Regions from separate parts of the Triticum aestivum genome. Here region 2 is linked to region 1. The links are chromatin contacts, called in public Hi-C maps. All regions are on one chromosome and are shown on one strand. The core of a region is the stretch at or near the end of the contact, and the rest is flanking DNA. Distances in the headings are between cores, read along the strand shown. Region 1 holds the start of LOC123044279 (phosphatidylinositol glycan anchor biosynthesis class U protein). Region 2 holds the start of LOC123044281 (LRR receptor-like serine/threonine-protein kinase RPK2).

Region 1 (7,271 bases), core at 2,108-4,607:
GCACTATCAGGCAAGCAGAGGACTATACACATTAAATTCCACGAGGCAAATTCATAACCTTTTTTATTCCTTGTAAAGGAAAGTAGCAAAAGTGGGTTTCCTTCTTTAAGAAAATATAAAGCTTAGAATCACAACAACTACTTGACAAATAAAACATCTCTACGACTTCACTTCCGGAGCTGTACGTCACAAGTACAAAAAATCAAAACTTTCTGATCGTTGGTACTTGGGAAAATAAGTAGAAAGTGGTGCCAAACAAAAGGCAAATTTAGCTCAAGATTCAATAAAGCACATCTCAAGTATATAACATTAACTAGTATGACTCACCAGAATTGTTCACTGATTTTGTGAGGTCAAGAGACTTCAAACTTCTGTTACGTGCCATTTGGAGTGAACGCCCAGTTGATCGAATGAGCATAGCAGCTATAAAATCTACAGCCACAAAAACCAAACTGTGTTGTGCATTCATGAGTGTAATATTACATGACTGCCAGCAAAATGCAAAAGTCGTGGAAATGTTCATGGTTACATTTTTTTTCCGTTTCAGTGATACCATGGGCAAGATAAAGAACATAAAAAGTAAAGCCTGAGAAAACTGATTTTCTTCTATGAAAATCAGGTATACTTGAACAAGTTATCAATCTTAGACAAACATATACTGGTTTAAACGAAAAGTACATAGCAACTTATTTACCTGCAATATATATGAGAATGGTGTCCACCTGACCTGTGACATCATGGAGTGTTAGAATGCTAACATTTCATATGGTAATCTGATCAAATGAAGAGACATAGCAACAGTGGTGATATCAAAGAAATGATCAAAGAAGCATCAAAACGAAGGACCAATCACCTTTTGCTGGTTAGCGGACCAAGAACTGATAAAAGCAAAGGGGAACCATGATACATCAAACCTGAAAAACAGATCATTCAACAGGCTGGACCATCATTTACAAGTTCACACTGTTAACACGTCAACATTACAAAGAGCAAAATATCATGGCTAATTGCTAAGATTTATGATGTAATCACAAGAAGCATCTAGGCCTCTGATTCTAAGTAGGAGTCATTCAGTTATATCATATTTCATCCGTCAGGAGTTATCAGTAGTTCATTACAGATGTGAACATGAAATAGCGCCTATCAGTACTCAATACAAACACAGCAAGCATTTTAAAAATTGCTCTGTAGTTCCTAATAATACCACCTCCCACCCGACTATCCTGGCCTCAAAATTTTGCTCATTCTGATGCAAATGTGAAGTGCTACTAAAAGTTGGCAAAGCGAGCAAAGAGGCGAGGTGCGTAACGTACCGGAATAGGGTGACATGGACGCTTGCTTCAGCCAGTATCCTTCTGCCACTGCAACATACACAGGAGGCAAACGAGAATGCCGACATCACAAAAGGGATGGGGTTTGCAGGGGAAGGACTGAGAGCAAGGAGGTGTGCTTACGGCGGCGGAGGGACGTGAGGGGGGTGGAGACCTCCGGGCGGGAGGCAAGGTGGAGGTCTCCGCCGAAGAGCACCAGAACGAGGCGGAACCCGACGGCCGCGACAGCCATCGACCAGTAGTGTCGGATCGCCATTGCCGCTGATCAGTGGCGGATCTAGGATTTGCAAATATGACATGTTAACATACTAATTATAATTTACCAATAGCACTATCATAATCCACCTGATTGGACACAGCAAATTCTGTGTTAAATCATAATTCACCTGATTGGACACAGCGAAAATTTGCATTCTACTCCCTCCGTTCCCAAATACTTGTCTTTCTAGGCATTTCAAATGGACTCAACATGCGGATGTATGTAGACATATTTTAAAGTGTAGATTCACTCATTTTGCACCGTATGTAGTCACTTGTTGAAATCTCTAGAAAGACAAATATTTAGGAATAGAGGGAGTAGTAGTTTTCTTCACTGGTACGTTAAATAAGGAGTTTCGTTTCGTACTTACACAATTTAAAACGATTGTTATGGAGAGAATAAGAAAACCACTCCACTATATATTAGTCGTATACACGAGTACTATATGGACGCAGCTTCATTGACTTAGTGCACCTGCCTTTGGGCGTCCGGCAGCCGCCCATTCCGCACTCGGCAGCAGTCCTGCCCTGCGGCCGGCGGTGTGCAGTTGCAGGGGCCAGCCGATTTGAGGTACCTTTTCTCCATTCCCCATGTTTTGGTTAGTCTCATTACGAATTTAAGGTTTATATTCATGGATTATCAGGTGGATTATGACAGTGCTATCTGCCACGTACATTAACACATACACATAACTTTGCACATAATTTCTTGTGTCCAATTATGTCATCATGATTGATACTTTTTTTTGAGGGAATCATAATTGATACTAGAATGTAATTCTAGCCCTTGTAGTTATTGTGGCCATATAGGCACACAAAACAGCAACCAAACCAGCAGCTTGCACTATCAGCGAATCTCGGGTCTTGCCGTTGTCATCCATCTATATAAATTCAGCACATATTTATAAATTAATAAAGGCATGGGAACTGATAATATTGACATTATTTGCATCATCAAAACAAAATAAATACATGAACACATTGTTCAGGAAGTTAACTCACATAGATCTATGATAATCAAAAAAATTAGCTCACAAATATATGCACTTTTCTTTCCTACCTACTGATTCCTTCTAATTTCCACAAGTTAGCTCACACAGATCCATGATAATCAAAAAAATTACTAGCCCAATAGCTCACATAGATGCATGCTAATCACACAGATCTAGGAGAGGAGGTTCAGGACACGGCCTGTACATGCTAATCCCATGCATGTGCATCCCGGTAGTGGGTTGCATCTGCGTGGAGGGCAGGGGTGAACGCGTGAGCACGCGCATGTGTGCGTGTGGGTGCCGTGCCTGTACATGAGCGAGGGGAGCAGCTCCCATGGCCACGGCGGCCATGGCTGGGAGCTCGGCTCCGACCTAAACACGCCCGCGCCGGCCACGGCGGCCATGGCCGGGAGCTCGGCTCCGGCCAAAACGCGTGCAGGGAACGGCAGCACTCCGCCTAGCCGCCTGCTCACATCCGCATCGGTAGAAGCAGCAGCGCAAGGGCAGAGAGAGATGAGAGGGATCCGAGAGGGATGGGGACAGATGGAAGAGGGATGGGAGGAGGAGAGTCCAACCTCTGCGCGGAGAGGATGCGCGCCGGCGAGTGCCCACGAGGCGACGGGGCGGCGAGATCCGTTCGCAGGAGAGAGGAGAGGGGTGGGGAGAGCGGCGCGAATGCGGGTGTGAATCGATAGGGAGAGAAACCCTAGCCCTCTTCGCTCGCGTGGGTGCAGGCGCGGATGCAAACTCGCGGAAACGGCCGAAACTTGCGTGCGAGCTCAGCCTGGCTGGGGGGCCTATTTTGCATCAGTCGGGCCTGGCCCAAAACGACGCACAGCCTACCAAACGTTGCGAAAATTGCACGGTGAGTGCAATGCAGGTGCGAGGCAAGAAACCAAACACGCCCTTAGTAAACGAGCCAGCCCGTGGCACGTTTTAGCACGTTGGGTCGTGTGATTTTTAGCTTTTAAGGTCATACTAGTAAAAGGGCCCGTGTGTTGCAACAGAAAGAAAAATTATAATCTTCAATGGTCATGACCACATTTTGCTGCATCACCGAGATATCACTCTAAATTTCGTTAAATCATGAACAATTTTTACATCATAAAGATTTTTTAAAACTAATGAACATATTTGAAATCATGAACATTTTTCAAATTCGTGAACACATTTACAAATTTTCAAAAAAATCTAAAATCAAGACCATTTTTGAATTCATGAATATTTAATACTATTTACAAATATATTTTTATAATTGTGAAATTTTTAAAAACAATTTTCTTGAATCGGCGAACATTTCTAGAATTGACGAACCGTTTTTTGGAAATTGGTGGAACGTTTTTGTAATTCATGAATTATTATTTTTTGAATTAACGAACATTTTTTGAAATGCATGATCCTTTTTCTAATCAGCAAACACTTCATGAAAGTATAATCTATTTTGTAAGTCACGAACAACTTTTGAATTTTTAGGATACTTTTCCATTCATGAACATTTTTTGAATTGGCGAAATTTTGTTCAATTTCATTAATATTTTTTCATACATGAACTTTACAAAAATCATGAACATCTTTTGATTCTCGAACATTTGTTTTCTAAATTTTGAACATTTTTCAAATAAGCAAATATTTTTTTCAATCCACAAGTTTTTTATGATTTATTAAACATTTTATTTTTAAATTCCCATTTTTAAAAAATCAGATTTTTTTTTCAAATACCAAATTATTTAAAGTAGAAACATACGAAAACAGAAAAGAAAAAGGAAAAAAAATGAAAAAAGGCCGCCCGGACATGGGGCGGCCCAAACGGACGTGTTGCGTCTTCTCCCAACACGCAGAGCGCAGTATAGGAGATCCCTACTACATGGGCCGGCACAGATGAGGGATTCTCCTGTGTAAAATGTTTTTTGTCACTTATAGATGGCATTGGTGGGTAATATTTTGTAACTTTGGGGGGCAATTTTCATGACGTACCGCCAGAAGCAATAACCCTTTTATTATTCGGTATAGATATGTGGGCCCCTGTTGCCAGCCTCTATGCCCCCCAGGGCACTGGCCAGTGCATCTCGTGTGCTGGGCACAACCCGTTTAGCCCGTGTCGTGTCTTGTGCTGGGCACAACCCGTTTAGCCCGTGTCATGTCGTGCATGCGTGCTACTGGGCCGACCCAGTTGGCACGGTCCTTTGTCCAGCTCTCTGTGTGGGAGGCTGAAAGATCGTGGATGTCGCCTAGAGGGGGGTGAATAGGTGTTTTAAAATAATTACGTTTTAGGCTTGAACAAATGCGGAATAAACCTAGCGGTTAATTTGTCAAGCATAAAATCTACAATAACTAGGCTCACCTATGTGCACCAACAATTTATGCTAAGCAAGATAAGAAACTATGTGATAGCAAGATATATGACAGAGAACAATATGGCTATCACAAAGTAAAGTGCATAAGTAAAGAGCTCGAGTAAGAGATAACCGAGGCACGTGGAGACGACGATGTATCCCGAAGTTCACACCCTTGTGGATGCTAATCTTCGTTTGGAGCGGTGTGGAGGCACAATGCTCCCCAAGAAGCCACTAGGGCCACTGTAATCTCCTCACACCCTCGCACAATGCAAGATGCCGTGATTCCACTAAGGGACCCTTGAGGGCGGTCACCGAACCCGTACAAATGGCAACCCTTGAGGGCGGTCACCGAACCCGTACACTTTGGCAACCCTTGGGGGCGGTCACCGGTACCCGTCAAATTGCTCGGGGCGATCTCCACAACCTAATTGGAGACCCCGACGCTTGCCCAGAGCTTTACACCACAATGATTGAGCTCCGAACACCACCAACCGTCTAGGGCGCCCAAGCACCCAAGAGGAACAAGCTCAAGGGTACCAAGCACCCAAGAGTAATAAGCTTCTCAACTTGTAACTTCCACGTATCACCGTGGAGAACTCAAACCGATGCACCAAATGCAATGGCAAGGGCACACGGAGTGCCGAAGTCCTTCTCTCTCAAATCCCACCAAAGCAACTAATGCTAGGGAGGAAAGTGATAGGAAGAACAAGAAGGAGAACACCAAGAACTCCAAGATCTAGATCCAAGGGGTTCCCCTCACATAGAGGGGAAAGTCATTGGCGAAAATATGGATCTAGATCTCCTCTCTCTGTTCCCTCAAAAACTAGCAAGAATTCGTGGAGGGATTGAGAGATAGCAAGCTCGAAGAAGGTCAACAATGGGGGAAGAACACGAGCTTAAAAGGATAAGACTTAAGGGGGAAGAAGACCCCCTTTTATAGGGGGGAGAAAATCCAACCGTTATGCAGCCCGAGCCCGCATCTGGGCGGTACTACCGCTGCCACAACGATACTACCACTGTGGCAAGCAGGCATAGGGCAACCAAGACAGAGGAAGGAGGAGTACACGCACTACTGCGGTACTACCGCCCTGAGTGCGGTACTACGCTTATAGGCGGTACTACTGCTCCCTACAGCCGCTGGGAAGCAGAGGAGGGTAGAGTGCATAGCAGCAGTTGGGGCGGAAGTAGAAAGCGGTACTACCGCTTACAAGCGGTACTACCGCGCCCTACTACCGCTCCCCTGCGTGGTCCTTTATGGAAACCCGACACCAAAAATCGAGACCACAACAGGGGTGGCAGTACCAGTGGTACTAGGCAGCGGTACTACCGCCTATGGGCGGTACTACCGCCCTGACCGCAGTACTACCGCTGGAGCAACAAGAAAACCCTGAACCGCCATAACTTCTGCAAATGAGCTCCGAATTGAGCAAACTCAAGCTTGTTTGATAGAGGAAGATGAGTAGCACTCCATCAGAGAAGAACCGGCATAACCTCCAACATTGAAAACACCATAGAAGATGCATGTGAACTCCGTTTTTGATGAACACGAGCTTGTCATCAAGATGACCATGAGCTCTAAGACTCACAAAGAGAAGAACCAAACAAGAACCAATAAAGATTATGCAAGCATGCAATGGTTTGATCTCTCTACAAACGATACGATCAAGTTACTTGTTGAGAGCCCCCGTTGATAGTACGGCAAACGATCCTATAACCCGGTCTCCCAACTACCACCATGAGACCGGTAAAATAGAAAACCTATCAAGGGCAAACCTTTGCCATGCACATAGTCCACTTGAGCTGGATGATGACGATCTTGACTTCCTCAAGTTGGACCACCTTTCTTGATTGTGTTGGCTCGGTGAAGACTAGTAGATTGCTCCCCCATACTCCACTATGGGTGAGCCTTTCTTCGGCACATCCCCATAAGTCCATTGCCACCACAATGGACGGCAAGCTTCAGGCATATGATCTCTTCGTGATGATCCTACTTGAACTTGCACACCGCAACCTAACCCCACAAAGAACTCTCACGAAGACCATGGGATAGTACACAAAGCGTAATTGACAATGCTTACCATACCATGGGATCGCTTGATCCCTCTCGGTACATCTTCTATGCTTTGTGTGTTTATCAACTTGATTCACTCTTTGACTTGGTCTTGATCAACCTTGAATCTTTCCAACTCTCTTCATTTGGATGATGTCTTGAAGGTAAACATGAATGATCACACACTCTTCTTCTTCAAGACATGCTTGCAATAAGCTCAACACTCACAAGACCAATCTTTGGATAATTCCTTAATAGCACCTTGGTCATCACAAACTCTCCTTGAAACCAACAAATGGACTCC
Region 2 (7,271 bases), core at 1,387-3,886, 360 kb before region 1:
TTGTCGTGTTCTTCTCAAATACACCCGTAAAGAATACAAGTCTCAGCTCGTCGTTTCATTTCCGCCCCAGATTTGCTAAGCGGCCGGTAAGATACAGGTGTAAAATATACACCTCCGTATTTGAATACAACCAATCCAAGCGCGGCCTTATCTGTCCCCGCGCGTGCTCCACTACCGGTGCCGGAGCCGCAGCTTTGACTGCCCATCGCCGCCGTTGACTGGCCCCAGGCCCCACGTCTCCACTCAGAGAGCCACCGGAAACCACCAACCCAGCCCACTGCCTGCCGGCCCTGCGGCCCCACGGCCCCCCGTACGCGAGGTGGCGGGCTCTCGGCCCCCGTCGCTTTCGGAGCTCCGAGCCCCTCGGCGCGGAAAGCAACGGGGTGGGAGGGGCCGCACCAGCGAGGAGCGGAGCGCGTGCGCGCATCGGTCGGGGTAGGCAGCGACGTAGCCACGTTCGGACACGGCCGTGGCGGCAGACGGGCGGTAGATCGAACGGGCGCGTGCGTGCGAGAGGTTGGCGCGGGAGGCGACGGTGAGGAAGCACCGGCCGGCGTGGGACGGGGACGAAAGGCAAGGAAACGGAAAGCCGACGGATCCGCTTTGCGACTGGCTTTGGCAAGTTTTGCGGCTGGCTACACAAGTACATGCACGCGGTGTTTCACGGATATTTTTAAATTTCACGAACATTTGTGAAGCCTGTGAACATTTTAAAATCCGCAAAACTTTTTCAAATGCATGAAGATTGTTTGAAACCATGGATATTTTCACAATTCACAGACAGTTTATAAAAAGGCGTGTATTTTTAATTCACAACATTTTATGAAATCCCAAGGTTCTTTAAAACACGTAAATTTCTTCTCTAATCTCTAATGCTACTTCTGTATCAAAATATAAGACGTTTTAAATTAAACTACAAAGACGTCTTACATTTTGGTCCGGAAGGAGTACTACCTAAATACTCCGTAAATTAATATAAGATTTTTTAATCACTAAATAAGATATTTTTTAGTTACTAATTAGTGACCTGTAAAGAGTTTTATATTAGTTTATTATATACTACTTGAACAAGACATAAGGTTTTCTTTCCTGCCAAAATATTTCATTCAACCTTACGTACGTCCTTCCTTGCTTTCTTATTTTGATTTTCTCCTCCTATCTCGTTTTCTCCCACCGATTTTTCTTAAAAACCCTTTAACTTTGATAAGATAATATGTGATTAGAAAATAAAATACTAAAATTAGTTAGGTAAATCACGAGCATGATTTGACAAATATTTATTAATATGCTAGCCAGCGATTTTCTATCCATATTGATATGATTATGTATACATATGTGTGTGTATATAGACACACACACTAAGAACTGTGAAACATATGTCTATCACTAAGGCTGGTCATAGTGGGGAGTAATTTAGACTAGTAACATGCATATGTTAGTAGTCTATGTTACTACCTCTATAATGGGTAGTAACATATGTGTAGTGTCATGCATCACCTTATTTATTATTTTGTAGACTCATTGCATTGGGAACCGCTATGTGATGGTAACATATTATGTTACTCTATTTGCCTCTCTCTTCATTAATTATCTGACACATCATCTTTTTTGCTTATGTGGCATGTATATTACTACCTAAGTTACCCCCACTATGGCTAGCCTAAGAACCGTGAACGAGTTTTCCCGTAGCAATGATTGGTGATAGCACTTAAAACAACGGACTCCCTAGTTTGTCTATATCATTCTCCGAGGCATTAAGACCCTATCAATGGGTCACCACATGTCTTCACTAATACTAATAAATATCTCATGTCTTCTTATTCTCTCTCATATGCTTTTCGTCTTGGTGGCTACCACACCCACTATACTACATGCCGGCATGGACACATCCAAGTATCATTGTCGATAATGCACAACTTTGCCACTTCGCCTGTGCACCCCTCTATACCACGGGGCCACGACGCCCCCCTACACACCAACACACACAAGCCATTGTTGTTGGCAATCCCTTTTAGCCTCCTCACATGATATTCAGTCACCATTTTCTTTTTTCAAAAATGCCTTGAATATTGATTCTCAAATTCATGATATTGTGACCCTAAAAAACTACTCCCTCCGTTCCAAAATAGATGACCCAACTTTGTACTAAGTTAGTACAAAGTTGGGTCATCTATTTTGGAACGGAGGGAGTATGTGTTTTGCGAGGTCCGAATAAATCATGTTAATGTGGAGTAACTGGGAACCCACTGTTTGTTTACACTAACTGAAAACTCACTTAGCCCAAAATAACAAGCAATTATTTTTTTGACAGGAATAAGTCTCACTATTAATCCCCTAAAAGAAAGTCTCATTAAACAAACGGCAATGCTACACGTACAAACGATTTACAGGCTTTTACAGGATGATTAACCTTGATTGATCAATAGGTGAGCGGGGCAGCCCACGCCCCTGAAAATCAAGAGGGAAAAGGTTTGTGATTGGTTGTTAGATGAAAGGAGCGTGTAAAAGCATGTAAGTCTTTGTATGTCTAGCATTTTTGTTAAACAAAAGCCCGGGGCCAAGCAGCCAAAATGGGTAACCAGAGTCAATGGGACAGCCAACCAGGGTCTCCCTCCCTGGCAAGTGCCAACCACACTCGCCCCACACGGTCGCACCGTGCTAGTGCCAGTGCTACTGTGCGGCTGCGCCCAGCTCGCCCACATGCCCCGAGCTTCCAACCCAAGCAAACCCCACGCCACCCCCACCACCCGACGGCTCGCGACGCGGAGCTCCGCCCCAGCCGAGGTCCCCGCCGCCGTGCTCCCGCACCGGGTCCCGGGCCTCCCCCACTGTCTCACTCCATTGCGACGGCGGCACCCGCCGCCGCCGCGTCCCATGGCCACCATGCTTTCCCAAACCCTACACATGCTGCTGCTGCTGCTCGTCACGGCCGTTCGCGCGTCTGGCGGCGGCGGCGGCGAGCGGGGGTCCCTGCTCAGGTTCAAGGCGGCCGTGACCGCCGACCCGGGCGGGCTCCTCCGCGACTGGTCCCCGGCGTCGGCCGACCACTGCCTCTGGCCGGGCGTGTCCTGCGGCGCGTCCGGCGAGGTCGTGGCGCTCAACGTCTCCTCCTCCCCCGGCCGCCGCCTGGCGGGCGCGCTCTCCCCGTCCGTCGCGGCGCTGCGCGGCCTCCGCGTGCTCGCGCTCCCCTCCCACGCGCTCTCGGGCTCGCTCCCCGCCGCGATCTGGTCGCTGCGCCGCCTCCTCGTGCTCGACCTCTCCGGCAACCGCCTCCAGGGCGAGATCCCGCCGTCGCTCGCCTGCGCCGCGCTGCAGACGCTGGACCTCGCCTACAACCAGCTCAACGGCTCCGTGCCCGCCGCGCTCGGCTCGCTCTTGGTGCTGCGGCGCCTCTCGCTTGCATCCAACCGCCTGGGCGGCGCCATCCCGGACGAACTGGGCGGTGCCGGCTGCCGCAGCCTGCAGTTCCTCGATCTCTCCGGGAACCTCCTCGTCGGCGGCATCCCCCGGAGCTTGGGGAACTGCAGCAAGCTGGAGGCGCTCTTGCTCTCCTCCAACCTGCTGGATGACGTCATCCCGCCGGAGATCGGACGCCTCAGCAATTTGCGTGCTTTGGATGTGTCGAGGAACAGTCTGAGCGGCCCTGTGCCAGCGGAGCTCGGTGGTTGTGTTGAAATTTCAGTGCTAGTGCTGTCCAACCCTTATGCGCTGGTTGGTGGTTTGAATGCATCGGATGGTGAGGATGTTGAGGACTTCAACTATTTCGAGGGAGGGATTCCGGATGTTGTTGCTGCGTTGCCGAAGCTGAGGGTGTTATGGGCGCCAAGGGCTACGCTGGAGGGGGAGTTGCCGGGGAACTGGACTTCTTGCCATAGCTTGGAGATGATGAACTTGGGAGAGAATCTAATCTCTGGTGGAATTCCTAAAGGGCTGTTGGACTGCAAGCATCTTAAGTTCCTGAATTTGAGCTCGAACAAGTTAACAGGTTCAGTTGACGCATCACTTCCTGTGCCCTGCATGGATGTGTTTGATGTCAGCGGAAACCGACTGTCTGGCTCGATTCCAGTGTTTCTCTCAAAGGATTGCCCTTCATCTCAGCTCCCATTTGATGACCTGGTGTCAGAATACTCTTCCTTCTTTGCATATCAGGCGATGGCAGGCTTCTTTTCATCGTCAGCAGTCATGGCTATGGATTTGACGAGTTGCCATAGTTTTGCCCAGAACAATTTTACTGGAACAGTGACATCCTTGCCGATTGCTGCCGAGAAGCTGGGAATGCAGGGGTCCTATGCTTTCCTTGCTGATGGGAATAATCTTGTTGGTGAGTTGCAACCTGGCCTATTCAGTAAGTGCAACAGTTCAAGGGGTTTCATGGTGGACGTTAGCAACAACCTGATAACAGGAGGTATTCCTATAGAGATTGGATCATTGTGCAGTTCTCTTGTTGTTCTTGGTGCTGCTGGTAACCGCCTTTCTGGTTTGATACCACCAAGTATTGGACAGTTGACTTATCTTATCAGCCTGGATTTGAGTAGGAACCAGCTTCGTGGTGAAATTCCGACTTCTGTCAAGAGCTTACCGCATTTGGAGCTACTTTCTTTGGGTCATAACCTTCTAAATGGAACTATTCCAAATGATATTAATCAGCTGCAGTCTCTGAAGGTTTTGGACCTGTCCTCAAACCTCCTCGCTGGAGAGATCCCTCGTGCACTCGCTGACTTGACAAATCTCACTGCCCTCCTCCTTGATAATAATAAACTTACTGGGAAGATACCAGCTGAATTTGCCAATGCGGCATCTCTTACCATGTTTAACGTGTCATTCAACAATTTGTCTGGTCCAGTGCCAACAAATAGCAGTGCAGTTGGATGTGACAGCATTATTGGAAATCCTTTGCTACAATCTTGTCACACGTATACCCTGGCTGTTCCCTCCGCAGCTCAGCAGGGTCGTGATCTGAATTCATACGACAACGATACAGCGCCTGTGGATCCACAAAACCAAGGAGGAAACAGTTCATTCAATGCAATTGAAATAGCTTCGATAACATCAGCAACAGCTATTGTTTCAGTCCTTCTTGCTCTGATTGTACTATTTATTTACACAAGAAAGTGCGCACCCTTTATGTCAGCTCGATCATCTGGAAGAAGGGAAGTTATAATCTTCCAAGAAATCGGAGTGCCGATCACTTATGAGACTGTTGTTCGAGCTACTGGAACTTTCAACGCAAGCAATTGCATTGGAAGTGGGGGTTTTGGAGCCACTTACAAAGCTGAAATTTCACCTGGAGTCTTGGTAGCTATAAAGAGGCTTTCTGTTGGGAGATTGCAAGGATGGGAACAGTTCCATGCTGAGATCAAAACTCTTGGGAGATTAAGACATCCCAATCTTGTTACCTTGGTAGGCTACCATCTTGGTGAATCTGAAATGTTTCTCATATATAACTACTTGCCTGGAGGAAATCTTGAGAGATTCATACAAGAGAGATCAAAGAGACCAGTAGAGTGGAAGAGGCTGCACAAGATTGCTCTGGACATTGCAAAAGCACTCGCTTATCTGCATGACACCTGTGTTCCTAGGATCCTTCATCGTGACGTGAAACCAAACAATATTTTGTTGGACACTAACCATAATGCTTACCTCTCAGACTTTGGACTGGCAAGGCTCTTGGGAAATTCGGAAACCCATGCAACCACTGGTGTTGCGGGAACTTTTGGATATGTTGCTCCAGAATATGCTATGACTTGCCGTGTTTCAGATAAAGCCGATGTTTATAGCTATGGTGTTGTACTGATGGAGCTAATATCAGACAAGAAGGCCTTGGATCCATCATTTTCTCCTTATGGTAATGGGTTTAACATAGTTGCCTGGGCATGCATGCTGCTCAAGCAAGGCCGTGCTCGTGATTTCTTCGTCGATGGTTTGTGGGATGTGGGCCCGCATGATGACTTGGTAGAGGTGTTGCATTTAGCAGTGATGTGCACCGTTGAATCGCTCTCTATACGACCAACTATGAAGCTAGTTGTTCAACGACTAAAGCAACTCCAGCCTCCAATACGTGAACACCGATGAGGGCGCATGATTCACATACTGAACTTGTAGAAGGTACAGATAACTGTAACTTGGGCCCCTTGATGATTTTTCTTCTTCTAATCAATCGTTTAACTAGATTGTATCTTGTAGATCCCAGCTTTGTATAATATAGTTCTCCACTTAATTGCCAACTACTGTATCTGCAGATATGACAAGCAGATATAAATTAACAATCTTAGTTCTAAAGATTTGATTCACGATTGGCTGACTCCATCTTGTTGTATCGTTTACAAGATTATTCAGTGTCTTGATATTGATAAATGCATCCACAAAATTTTGATGTCCTCGTCCACAAAGTTGCATGTTCAGTGTGTGCACATCATCTGCTAAAGTTTTGGTATGGATATATTTCTCATTGTTTGCTAAACTTGTATATGGAGAAATGTGTTGATGTGATCAATTAATTCAGCATGTAGAAATTATGTACACCATCCAGGAACCGCAAGCAGAATATGCAACTTTTTGGTTCAGTTGACACATTTGTGTCTTGTGTTACTGATTTTTATCTTCTCTGGTTAGAAAGATGAACAGTTACCATTTTGCCTTGTTGGGAGACCCACTGAAGAACCTCACAACTCTCACCAGTTGAAGAAAATTGTAAAAAAACATGGCCTGATATTGTTGCTGTTAGCTTATACTCCCTCCGTTCGGAATTACTTGTCGCAGAAGTGTATGTATCTAGATGTATTTTAGTTCTAGATACATCCATTTTCGAGACAAGTAATTCCGAACGGAGGGAGTAGTATTAACTGAGAACAGGGGACACCACCATCACATCCGCACGATGCACGATAAGAGAAGCTAGACGTATTTTAGTTCTAGATACATCCATTTTCGAGACAAGTAATTCCAAACGGAGGGAGTAATATTAACTGAGAACAGGGGACACCACCATCACATCCGCACGATGCACGATAAGAGAAGCTAGTCCCCATGTAACGAATCCATTCCATGTATTGCCAGTGCAAAATCCAATCCTGAGATCAATTTATCTCACGGCGCGAAACAGTAAACAACCCAAGGAGAAGAGAAACCTATCTGAACCTGTCTGTGGCTACGTACGTACTACTCATGTGTGGTTTGCCGATCAGTTCTTGGCGGCGGTCCATTCCTGGAAGCGGCGGAGGCTGGCGGGGAAGTCGGTGAAGAGGCCGTCGACGCCGACGGTGTTGAGCCAG

Evidence for each region. A called contact is a pair of places that touch in the nucleus more often than the background predicts.
Region 2: a contact with region 1 is called in a Hi-C map of leaf, with 7 times the contacts expected there. The contact joins the promoter of LOC123044281 here to the promoter of LOC123044279 in region 1. A contact is called at or near these places in 3 of 5 Hi-C or Micro-C datasets (all in leaf).

The regions. Positions count from the first base shown.
Region 1 is chr2B:190,419,855-190,427,125 of IWGSC CS RefSeq v2.1, reverse strand. LOC123044279 (phosphatidylinositol glycan anchor biosynthesis class U protein) reads right to left here and starts at 3,357. Exons shown (of 15, transcript XM_044466983.1): 1 at 3,157-3,357; 2 at 1,455-1,608; 3 at 1,314-1,361; 4 at 854-914; 5 at 695-727; 6 at 328-452. The coding sequence starts at 1,587.
Region 2 is chr2B:190,774,619-190,781,889 of IWGSC CS RefSeq v2.1, reverse strand. It overlaps LOC123044281 (LRR receptor-like serine/threonine-protein kinase RPK2), which reads left to right and starts at 2,636. Exons shown (of 1, transcript XM_044466986.1): 1 at 2,636-6,306. The coding sequence starts at 2,701. The coding sequence ends at 6,072. It overlaps LOC123044282 (glycerophosphodiester phosphodiesterase GDPD6), which reads right to left. Exons shown (of 5, transcript XM_044466987.1): 5 at 7,030-7,271. The coding sequence ends at 7,181.